Linked DNA regions of Bicyclus anynana: region 1 is linked to region 2. The links are chromatin contacts, called in public Hi-C maps. All regions are on one chromosome and are shown on one strand. Each heading gives the region's core, a stretch centred on a gene start, on an enhancer-like site or on the middle of the called end of the contact. The rest is flanking DNA. Distances are from core to core; before and after follow the strand shown. Region 1 holds the start of LOC112054114 (alpha-N-acetylgalactosaminidase). Region 2 overlaps LOC112054114 (alpha-N-acetylgalactosaminidase).

Region 1 (5,698 bases), core at 2,444-4,943, 39 kb after region 2:
AAAAATAACATCGTATGTGCTACCTTCTGATCACTTTGAAGGCGGTGCCAACACAATGATGCATTAACTAAAGCCGATTAAATCATTAACTCTTAGGATTTAAAGACAGTACTATCCCGTGGTTCTTTCAGAAACGACTTTAATTAATATGTTCATATATTTAAAGCAATATATTTAAAGTGATCATAAGGCAGCACATTCGATGTTATTTTTCGCCTTTAAGTTTACTTTTGTGATTCTGATGTCGGTTTAATTTTTTTGACAAAAAGATTTTTATGCAGCCTATTTGCCATATTATATAGGACTTAATACTAATTATTTTAATAGATGTATAGTTGTTTAAAAAAGGTTTTAACTTAAAAGTCAAAGTATTATTTTCTACTAAATTATATTTAAAACTATGTGAATGTTAAAAGATATTACTATTACTATGTGAATGTTAACAGATATTTTAATTATACTCTCTCATTTATTTACTATTTTTATGTAAATAATACTGTATTCACCAATAAACTAAATGAATTTTATTCTGCGATTTCCTTCCCGTAAATGATGACCTTATTAGGTATCTATTAGGTAAAATATTATTGTCCAATACTAGTGAACAATACAATATCAATTTATAACACTTATTCCTTCATTCGATTTCATTTAACAGCATACGAAATATAATGTAACATGATACATATCCACCAATATATTAAGTTTCTCTATGCCCATATAAGGTATGTAACTAAGAGTAGGTAACACATGCGCAATACGCACTGCAAAAGATATCAACGACATCACATCTTACCTACGAGTAAAGGCACGGAAAACAAAGGCTAGCTTACTTAATATATGCAATTTTAAAAGCGAACGCCCATTCCCGGCCCAGGCCTAACTTAACCACCTGGCAATTTACTTATACCTAAAAGAATCTTGATAATTCTACTTTAATAATGAAATAATTACTTTATCAAAAAAAGTTTGCTACAACGTTTTACGGCATTTTTAATTCATATTTAATTTGTCCGCAACGGGTACAAGTTAATAAAGCAGCCTAAATTTTATGATATTTATGTAAAGACTTGGTTTGTTTGTCCATTTTCTTATTTATTAAGCTTAGTGGTAACAGAAAAAAATATATAAAAAAAATAATACAGCTTCAAATGTCGCCGCTTTGGTACGCCGGCGAACATTTTGCCCTAGTGAAAAAAAAATGTATTTTTCTTCAAGAAACATACTTTTACTAAGCCAATTATTTAACCAGATCCTTATTTATACATCATATTATCATCTCCTTATACTTTTATACCGGGGATCCTTGGGCCGACGTTGTATGGGTCGGTGTGAGTTCCCCTTTATTATTTACTAGCGGACGCCCGTGACTTCGTCCGCGTGAAAGTCGTTGTAAACTTTCAACTACCCCTATCCTACCCTACCTCTACCCTACCTTATCCCAACCCTACCCCTACCCTACCCTACCCCTGCCCTACTCCTACCCTACTCTACCCTACCCCTACTCATTAAGGCTGCACTTCTTTAATTCCCCCTTAAAAAATTGAGTAACTTCTCCCGTTTTCTCAACATTTCTCTTCACTGCTCTGCTCCTATTGGTCGTAGCGTAATGAAAAGTATACTATAACCTGCCCAGGAGTATGTAGAATAATTGTACCAAGTTTCGTTAAAATCCGTCCAGTAGTTTTTGTTTCTATAAAGAACATACAGACAGACAGACAGACAAAAATTTTACTGCTTGCATTTTTGGCATCAGTATCGATCACTAATCACCCCCTGATAGTTATTTTGGAAATATATTTCATGTACAGAATTGACCTCTCTACAGATTTTTTATAAGTATAGATTTGTGGCTTTAGCACCACTCAACATGTTAGAAAAGTAGCATTTTTTACAGAAGATTAGCTACTCGTATATAATTTTTAATCTTATCCAAGTAGGTAATAAAATGCAAACATTTGTGGATATTTTGTTATTCAACTAAGCATTTATTTATATACTAGCGGACGCCCGCGACTTCGTTCGCGTGAAAGTCGTTGTAAACTTTCAACTACCCTACCCTACCACTACCCTACCCCTACCCTACCACTACCCTACCCCTGCCCTACCCTACCCTACCCCTACCCTGCCCTACCCTACCCTACCCCTGCCCTACCCTACCCTACCCTACCCTACACTACCCCTACCCTACCCCTACCCTACAGTACCTCTACCCTACCCCTACTCTACCCTGCCCTACCCCTACCCTACTCATTAAGGCTGCACTTCTTTCCCCCCCCCCCCCCCCTCCCGCGAGTCGCGCCGAGCGCGGCAACCGTTACACAAAAATAATCTATATAGCATGAATTAGTATGCACGCGCGATGGCTTAGCGTATTTCTTGTATAACTTTGGTGTTTCTTTACCGATTTTTATGATTCTTTTTTTCTTAAATAGGTAATAATGTTAACTTTTTTAGTTAGGGATGGGTGATGAGTGTTATAAACATAAGAGTAGACAAATTTAATTAGAAAGCTCCGAACTGCTAAGCTATCGGGAGTGACACGTGTTATTGTGAGTCAACCATAAAATATAGACATATATATGCTGTTGTGTTTTTATAGATAATTTTAAGGAGAACATTTCCGTGATACGTGATTTCTATGTAGCTTTAATCATTAAGGCTGTACACGCGACGGAAGCTTAAAAAATTGAGTAACTTCTCCCGTTTTCTCAACATTTCTCTTCACTGCTCTGCTCCTATTGATCGTAGCGTAATGAAAAGTATACTATAACCTGCCCAGGAGTATGTAGAATAATTGTACCAAGTTTCGTTAAAATCCGTCCAGTAGTTTTTGTTTCTATAAAGAACATACAGACAGACAGACAGACAGACAGACAGACAGACAGACAGACAGACAGACAAAAATTTTACTGATTGCATTTTTGGCATCAGTATCGATCACTAATCACCCCCTGATAGTTATTTTGGAAATATATTTCATGTACAGAATTGACCTCTCTACAGATTTATTATAAGTATAGATATATATAATACTTTGCACATATATTTTATTTATTTATTATATAGCGCAGAAAGCTACTATAATATTATCTAGGCAAATACCAATTTACTTAATTTTGACGAGGCGAAATCTGATCTATGACTCCGAATGTTGACGTAAATTTAATAAAATAGCTGTAGGATTGTAATATTATTTGTGACATTAAAAAATGTAATATTAAATTTATTTACTTAATATTATTTTGTATTCATTAATATAAATATCGCCACTGATTTAAATAAACTATCGAACATTCTGCTCTCCAGAAATACAGTCAAACGCTTACAGGCACTTAAAATGTATTTATTATGTACTATGTAAATTTTAGTGCAATAAGTAATCTTCGCATGCAACTGCACCGAAAGAAATGTAACTTTTCCATTACATGTAGGCATACATAACAAACACACGCAATACTGCAATCCGGTATTAACTTATTAACATTTTTTTTAATTCAATTATTTCATTACTCACCGTAATTGGAGACGATGTGATGCGAAAAAAAATCCTTTTAAAAGTTTTTTTTTTTAATTCTCAACACCACGCGACGCGAAACACGGTCCGGCGAGTTCGAAATTTGAATTTAATTCGGCGGTTATTCTGGCGCGTGCAGTCGCGTTCCGATTGAAACGACGACTGATCGGTTGAAATGCTCGTTCTTCGCGCATCGGTCAACCGCGCAGGTCGCGATTGTACTCTAGGGTTGCCACCATTTCTTACTTCATTTCTTTCATCAACATCGACTAATGAACTTGAGATGATTTCACTGCAGCTCCAGACCTAGTGTCCGACCGAACTTTCGGTCACAGTTTTAGTTTTAGCCAAGGCTCGGCGGATTTTGGCTTAGTTTCGGTTTCGGCTGAAATCCGGCCAAAACTACAGTCAAAACCTAAACTGAATTCATGATACTTCATTTATCGGACATGCTCAAACAGGGCGTTGAGCTTCGAGCTACGAATTAATATTTTATAATATATTTTGTTATTTAGATGTTTTAGTGTCTAATTTTTATTTAGGTAAAAAAGTAGTTAGTACTAAGTTACCAACTAAATAGTGATTTTACACAGTTTTATGGAAGATTCGGTTTTTTCGAAAACAAACTGAAATTCTGAAGCTGAATTTCGGTTTCGGCCGTAAACCTACTTTCGATCGGACAGTATCAATTTGTAATGTGAGATACTAATTTAAGTATATCTACTGCTGAAATTTAGTTTTTATAAATCCCTCGGGAGCCATAGATTTTTCCGGGATGAAAGTAGCCTATGTGTTAATCCAGAGTAAAATCTAATTCCATTCCAAATTTCGGCCAAATCTGTTCAGTAGATGCGGCGTTAAATATCCAAACAAACATCCATACAAACTTTCGCTTTAATAATATTAGTAGGATTTAATGAACAGTACCTATATCATACTGTTATGTACACTTAAAATATAATACAAATACAAAATTTAATTATACCTAGACTTTACAGTAAGATTGGCAACCCTAACTGTACCCGAGCAATGACATTCTAGATTCAAATACTTACAGCTCCACCGTTTCCGATACTGAATACATTTGAACTTTTAATCACATTACAAAATATAAGGCGCAATGTATACCAAACAATGGATAGAGTCGTCCAAATTGAGGAACACGCAACATTTCCACGCTTGATGCGTAAACTTATGAACATCGCTTAATTATTAGCTTCAGGAAAATGTACTTCATGCATAGAATAAAATATTTTAAATATGATGCATAAAAATCATGAAACTCCACCCAAAAAAAGAACAGAACTTCAAAACGTCAAGTTTAAAGAATTGGCGACTTCACACGTAGAAAATTGAGAAGTGTCTTTATGGTATGCAGGTTTCCTTACGATGTCTTTCTTTCACTGACACTTTATATATCGTAAAATGCACATAACTGAAAAGTTGGACATGCAAGCCCCGGATCGGATTCGAACCTACTCCCTCCGAAGGTTGAGATATCAACTGGACTATCATGTCTCAAATCAGTCTTAAGTTACGACATAAACTAACATAACGAGAAAACATATACAAACAGAAGACACTGAAAGCGTATCAGAAACCAAAAATAGAAACATGAAAGTGTAAATCGAGCGAACGTATGTTAATCGTGTACTATGTAAATAAAAATGTTTACAATGAACTACATTTCGACATATCCATACATAGACCAAGAGCCCGTGACCCCAGACCTTTGTCATTTTATAAAAACTGAAAATTTGTCAGCTCATGCTCCTACCATAAGTGAGTACGGGGTGGCTTTGGGAGATAGCAGGTTTTAAGGATCCAGACCCTCAACCGTCTAAGTATAAAGTATAATTTTTTTTTATATTTTTATCGGAATAATATGAGAAATGATATCCCCATTTGCAAAACACTTGGCATCATGATAACCCTTAGCTAGATACCCTTGAAGTTTTAAATTAAATAGTGTTTTTCGAATGGTTTCCGCAAAGCTTAGTGACTGGCGACTGGGAATACAATTTCTCATAATACGCCGGTGAAAATATAAAAAAATTATACTCATATCAAATTTAATATAAACAATATATATTAATTTCGTGTAGTAAGTACATGGAATAAGGGTCCAAATTCCGAAATATATCGATATCAATTAATAAAAGTTAAGGACTTTTTAATTTA
Region 2 (5,430 bases), core at 958-3,457:
AAACGTAGGATTGTTGGAATTTGTACGTACATCGAAATATCAATTCAAGAAGTTTCGTGAAGTCGTAATACTAAATTTGGATTGGACAGATTAGCTACAAATTCTTAGAACTTTAGTAATTAAATATAACGTAAGATTTATAAGGTACATATATTTAAGATATTAGGCACTAGGCAGGTATATTTGATTTTCACACGGTGAAAAGTAAAGGCTATTTGACCTAAATATTACCGACTTCTTTTTGTAGTGTTAACTATTTCTTGTAAGTATTTGGCTATTTTGTCTAGTAGTCGGAGATAAGGGACCAGCTAATAAGAAAAGTTGGTATTTGTGCTTTTTAACCGATCGACTTTCAGTTGTTTGTATTTGAGAGTGTGTGGCTGTGTGCGTATTAATTATGTGCCTTATTAGTTTCTAGTGACCATGTATACACGTTACGTAACGTAGAGCCGTGATAGCCCAGTGGATATGATCTCTGCTTTCGAATCGGAGAGCGTAGGCTAGACTCCGGTTCGGGGCATGCACCTTCAACTTTTAAATTAGATATGTGCATTTTAAGAAATTAATAATTACCCAAGCGGTGAGAGAAAAACAATGTGAATTTTCCTGTGAATTTTCTTCATTCACAAATGTGGGTCTGCCAATCCGTACTGGACCAGCGTGGTGGACTAACCCCTCTCAGTCTGAGAGGAGACTCGTGCTCAACAGTGAATTCGACATGGGTTGTTAAAGATGATTTACGTGTAAGTATGTAGAAAAAGCATAACTTTTCAAAAATCCTGTTTTTTACCAGCATTTCAAAAACAGTCGTTATAATTCGTTACATAACATAAAATCAAAGGCTAGAATGTTTGCAATTACGCTATATTGCGAATATCGCTGAAATCGGATCCATTAACGTCAATCACAGTCACACAGCACTGCACATAAGTAATTTTCTACTTACCTATACGATATTAACGAGTTTTTTGTTGTGACGTCCACATCCGTAAATAATTAGGCTAATAAATCCATAATAAATCGTAATGATGTAAAATTGTTGAAACACCAATTGAAAGGAGTATGCTATGTCGTTTGTTCGTTTGTCAAGGACGTTGGTATATGGCAGGCGTATTGGACGCATTGCATAGATCAGATTTTAGTATTCTCTGATCTGCATCGTATGGATCGCATCGGATGGATTTTATCTAGCGTAATATTAAAAATCTGTTTGATGCAATCTGTCCGATACGTATGATGCGGATCAGTGGACGCCTGCCATAAGTCGATACCTGAAAATTTAATATATAAACCTACTACCTACTGAACAAAATTCTTTTTTTTTTGCTGTAAGAATAATATATATAGTGAAGAAATTGTCTATCAAGAGCTAAAGTTTATATTGTTGTAGGTGGTAGGTAATCTCTGAATCTACTGATTCAGTAGAAAATTCAATTTTTTTTTCTTTTTTTTCTAATAGTGTATTCGTTTATTAACAAAATTATAATTCGAATGGTACAAATAGAATTGAATACAATTAAGAGAAAAAAAATGACATAATTACAAAATAAATAATAAATAACAAAATATCCATAAAGTAGTTATGAATGTCATATATTAGTATATTATAAATTTTACATTTCAATATTGACCATGGCTTTTCTATAGGGCTCTCTATTAGGAAGATTGTTGTAGATTTTTATTGCCATACAAATCTTATTCTTGGCGTACACTGTCAATCTCGTGGGGGTATATTATACCCCTAGAAAGTCACCAAGTTATTTCTGAGTGTCGTAGACTATGTTATATATCCATATTCTCTCAAGGAAACCGCGGGATATTATATATACTAATGATATAAAGCTGAAGAGTTTGATTGTTTGCTGGAACGCGCTAATCTCAGGAACTTCTGGTCCGATTTGAAAGATTATTTCAGTGTTAGATAGACGATTTATCGAGAAAGACTATAGGTATATATTATCCCCGTATTCCTACGGGAACGGGAACAATGCGGGCGAATCTGCGCGCGGTCAGCTAGTACTTACATATTTAATTAGTACCTATATCGCGTAATCCCTAATGGTCATTCATACCACTTACCAACTAGTAAGTAAACATTACTCGATCAAGATTAAAGCATTGGCTCAGTGGAGTGTACCACAGACGTAACAAAGTGGTCCACGCCGTATGTCGGCCGGTTTCTTACATAAAATTACGTAAACTTTGTAGGCCGCCGTCGCTCTAGCTTCACGTGACTACTTAATCACTGCCGCGCATTATTTTTGTATCTATGGATATCTATGGATGCCCCGGACCGGATAAAGGTCGCCATTGACGGTCAATTATTCTCACGTTTCTGAAAAGCAAACGGCAGTACCCATGCGGCATACTATACAAGTCATGTACGCAGTGACCAACACACGATCGATTATAGTCGTGGGTGCTACAGAAACGTGAGAATAATTGACCGTTTGTGGCTAGCATAACCCAGTGGGGGACATGCACCTCTAACTTTTCAGTTGTGTGCATTTTAAGAAATTAAATATCACTCGCCGCCTCAAACGGTGAAGGAAAAACATCGTGAGAATTTTCTTAATTCTCTGCGTTTGTGAAGTCTGCCAATCCGCATTGAGCCAGCGTGGAAGACTGTTGGCCTTATTAGGACCTGTCTGTTGAGACTCGAGCTCAGCAGTGAGTCGAATATGGGTTGATAATAATGATAGATTAATGTTGATCTAATAAGTCATACAAATATATTCACATGCACACATCACGCTAACGCTCCTGACACGCGATGTCTATAAATTGTTATTATACATCTTAATATAACTTACTACTACAAAATCACGTTCGAGATCTTTTACTACAGAACTCTTGCGATAACAATTGAACACAATGATCATTATCATCATTGTGATCATCAGCCAATTTTAATGGTCCACCTCTTTCGATAAGAGAGGGGCATGGATATACACATGATAATTTTGTCCTCCAGCGCGTGTGGTCTATAGTGATGTTTGACTCTATGATGATCACTATCATAAGAGCCTATTGCTCTGAGGCACTGAGTGTGACGCCACCAACTTCCTATTAAATTCCGTGGACAAAGTCGCGGGATATCGCTAGTTTTGTTTTTATCGCTAGTTTGCGATAACTTCAACGCAAACAGCGAAACTGTGGTGAATTACCAGTTAATAAAAAATGCCAAATGATAAAATTACAAACATGTTTTTAATGAAATGAATGAGATGCGGGTCAATAAAACTATCAAGGAAGTGATTGCGAATTATTATAATTCAATTGTAACCAGGATATGTGAAACACAAATGGTGCCTATTTTGAATAATGGATTTAATTTAGCTTACTTACTTATCTAATGCAAATTAATTGAAATCGCGTTGGTGTCTATTAGGTAAATAAATCGACTATATTCAAATAGATATACATACATAGTTTTGTTAGTAGCATTTTGTAGCATCATCCTGTAGAGTGAATAGGCAGTATATATCGTCGCAGTGAATAGGCAACTAAACTGACTAAACTAGCTAACTAAACAAGAGTAAATAGGCACCTTCTAGGCAAGCGTGTCCCATCTACACTGTATCTACACTTGTCATGGTCAAACGTGAGCCCATTTGCATAAAAAAACTTTTTACGGAACATCCTGTATAATGGTGACTATATGTGATTGGAAAATGGACTAATTTGACTCTAAAGTGCTAAATATCTAGTTAAAAAAAAATTTTGTTTATTAACTTATATGTGAGTCTATTAATTTAACACTTAATATACTCGTAGGTAGGTAGGTAGGTACATTGATGAAAATATAAAAATAATAGAATCTGGAACTCTGATATTCTGTAATTTATCGTAGACACTATATCATTAATCGATATCCAATCTAATTAAATAAATAGTAGGAAATTCTGAAGTAGACACAGACGTTGAGAACGTTTTAAATAATCCTTGGTGTTGCTATAAATAAAATTATAAAATGTTTCTTCAATGAAATACTTATCACCCAATTATTGTAAGAGCCGTGATAGCCCAGTGGATATAACTTCTGCCTCCGATTCTGGAGGGTGTGGGTTCGAATCCGGTCCGGGGCATGCACCTCCAACTTTTCAGTTGTGTGCATTTTAAGAAATTAAATATCACGTGTCTCAATCGGTGAAAGAAAACATCGTGAGGAAACCTGCATACCAGAGAATTATCTTAATTCTCTGCGTGTGTGAAGTCTGCCAATCCGCATTGGGCGAGCGTGGTGGACTATTGGCCTTATCCCTCTCATTCTGAGAGGAGACTCGAGCTCAGCAGTGAGCCGAATATGGGTTGATGACGACGAATTATTGTAAAGACAGATTAATCGAATACAGAATCTATATTTATGAAATCACTAAAATTAATTAAGTATTAGATGCTGTAGATATGAAAATACTTTCAAATTTCAAAGATTAACATTTTAGCACACTTTGATTACTGTTTGTATTGAGTGCTGACAAATTGCAAGTAATCTTGTCTGTCCACCGACATTTGCAGAAGCGAATTTGCGAAACTGTGTCAAAAGATGACCATACAAAATGCAATTATAAGTTACTTTAGCTTCATAACCATTATGCTTACTTGTGCCGGAATTAAAGTATAGTTTATGCAAAATATTACGAGTATGTATGGTATATTTACTTACAACATGTTTTCAATTACCTAATATCTGGGTATTGGAGCGATGTTTGGTATTTTCTTTTGAATCGTATTTCAAATATGGAAGAAGATTTGAAGTTCTTTATAGCACCTTTAGATCTAATTCGGACTACTTTAGTATTTTAGTCGAGTTTAGTATTTTACTCGACTAAAATACTAAAGTAGTCTATACGGTCTTTTAGTTACGTTGAATTTTGAGGGGATTAATAGCTGCCATCCACGTGCTATAACCACGATTAACCTTGTTAGAATGTTTTATTTAACTTGCCCTGTTCAAACGAAAGCTAAATAAGAACTATTATTTACTCTGGACTCTTTGGTATAGGTACTTATATATGTTGCAGGGATATCATAAAAACAGGGATTTGATCAATCCCTAGAGGGATTTGACCAAATCACGGAGGTTGTTAAAAAAACAACACGATTTTATCTTTTCCCTAAACAAATCTAGTGAATTGAACAAATTCCTGAACTGGTTCAGTGAAATGTCAGGAGCAGGGGCTCCTATTTATGGGTGGTTTTAACAACCTCCGTGAATGGGGATGATGACTAGGTATGAATATATTGATTTTTATGATACATTCGGGTAAATAAGATCAATGTTAACTAATTTATTCATAAAAAGATTGTCTGGATATTTGCAAAATAAATGAGATCATAAAATTTCAAAATCTATTAAAAATCTTTTATCGTAATTAGATGAAAATTCATACAGTTTCAGCTTCCTTACATAAAATGTGACATTTTTCA

What was found. A called contact is a pair of places that touch in the nucleus more often than the background predicts.
Region 1: a contact with region 2 is called in a Hi-C map of whole body, with 2.7 times the contacts expected there. The contact joins the promoter of LOC112054114 here to the enhancer-like site in region 2. A contact is called at or near these places in 2 of 2 Hi-C or Micro-C datasets (whole body and whole larva).

What each region holds. Positions count from the first base shown.
Region 1 is chr23:11,754,037-11,759,734 of ilBicAnyn1.1, forward strand. LOC112054114 (alpha-N-acetylgalactosaminidase) reads right to left here and starts at 3,694. Exons shown (of 10, transcript XM_024093777.2): 1 at 3,518-3,694.
Region 2 is chr23:11,716,719-11,722,148 of ilBicAnyn1.1, forward strand. All of the region lies in intron 1 of LOC112054114 (alpha-N-acetylgalactosaminidase), which reads right to left. Among protein-coding and RNA genes, the nearest start is that of LOC112054114, 38 kb to the right of the region's middle. Within about 2 kb of position 2,208, at least 4 of the 8 cell types and tissues checked have open chromatin away from gene starts, as enhancers often do.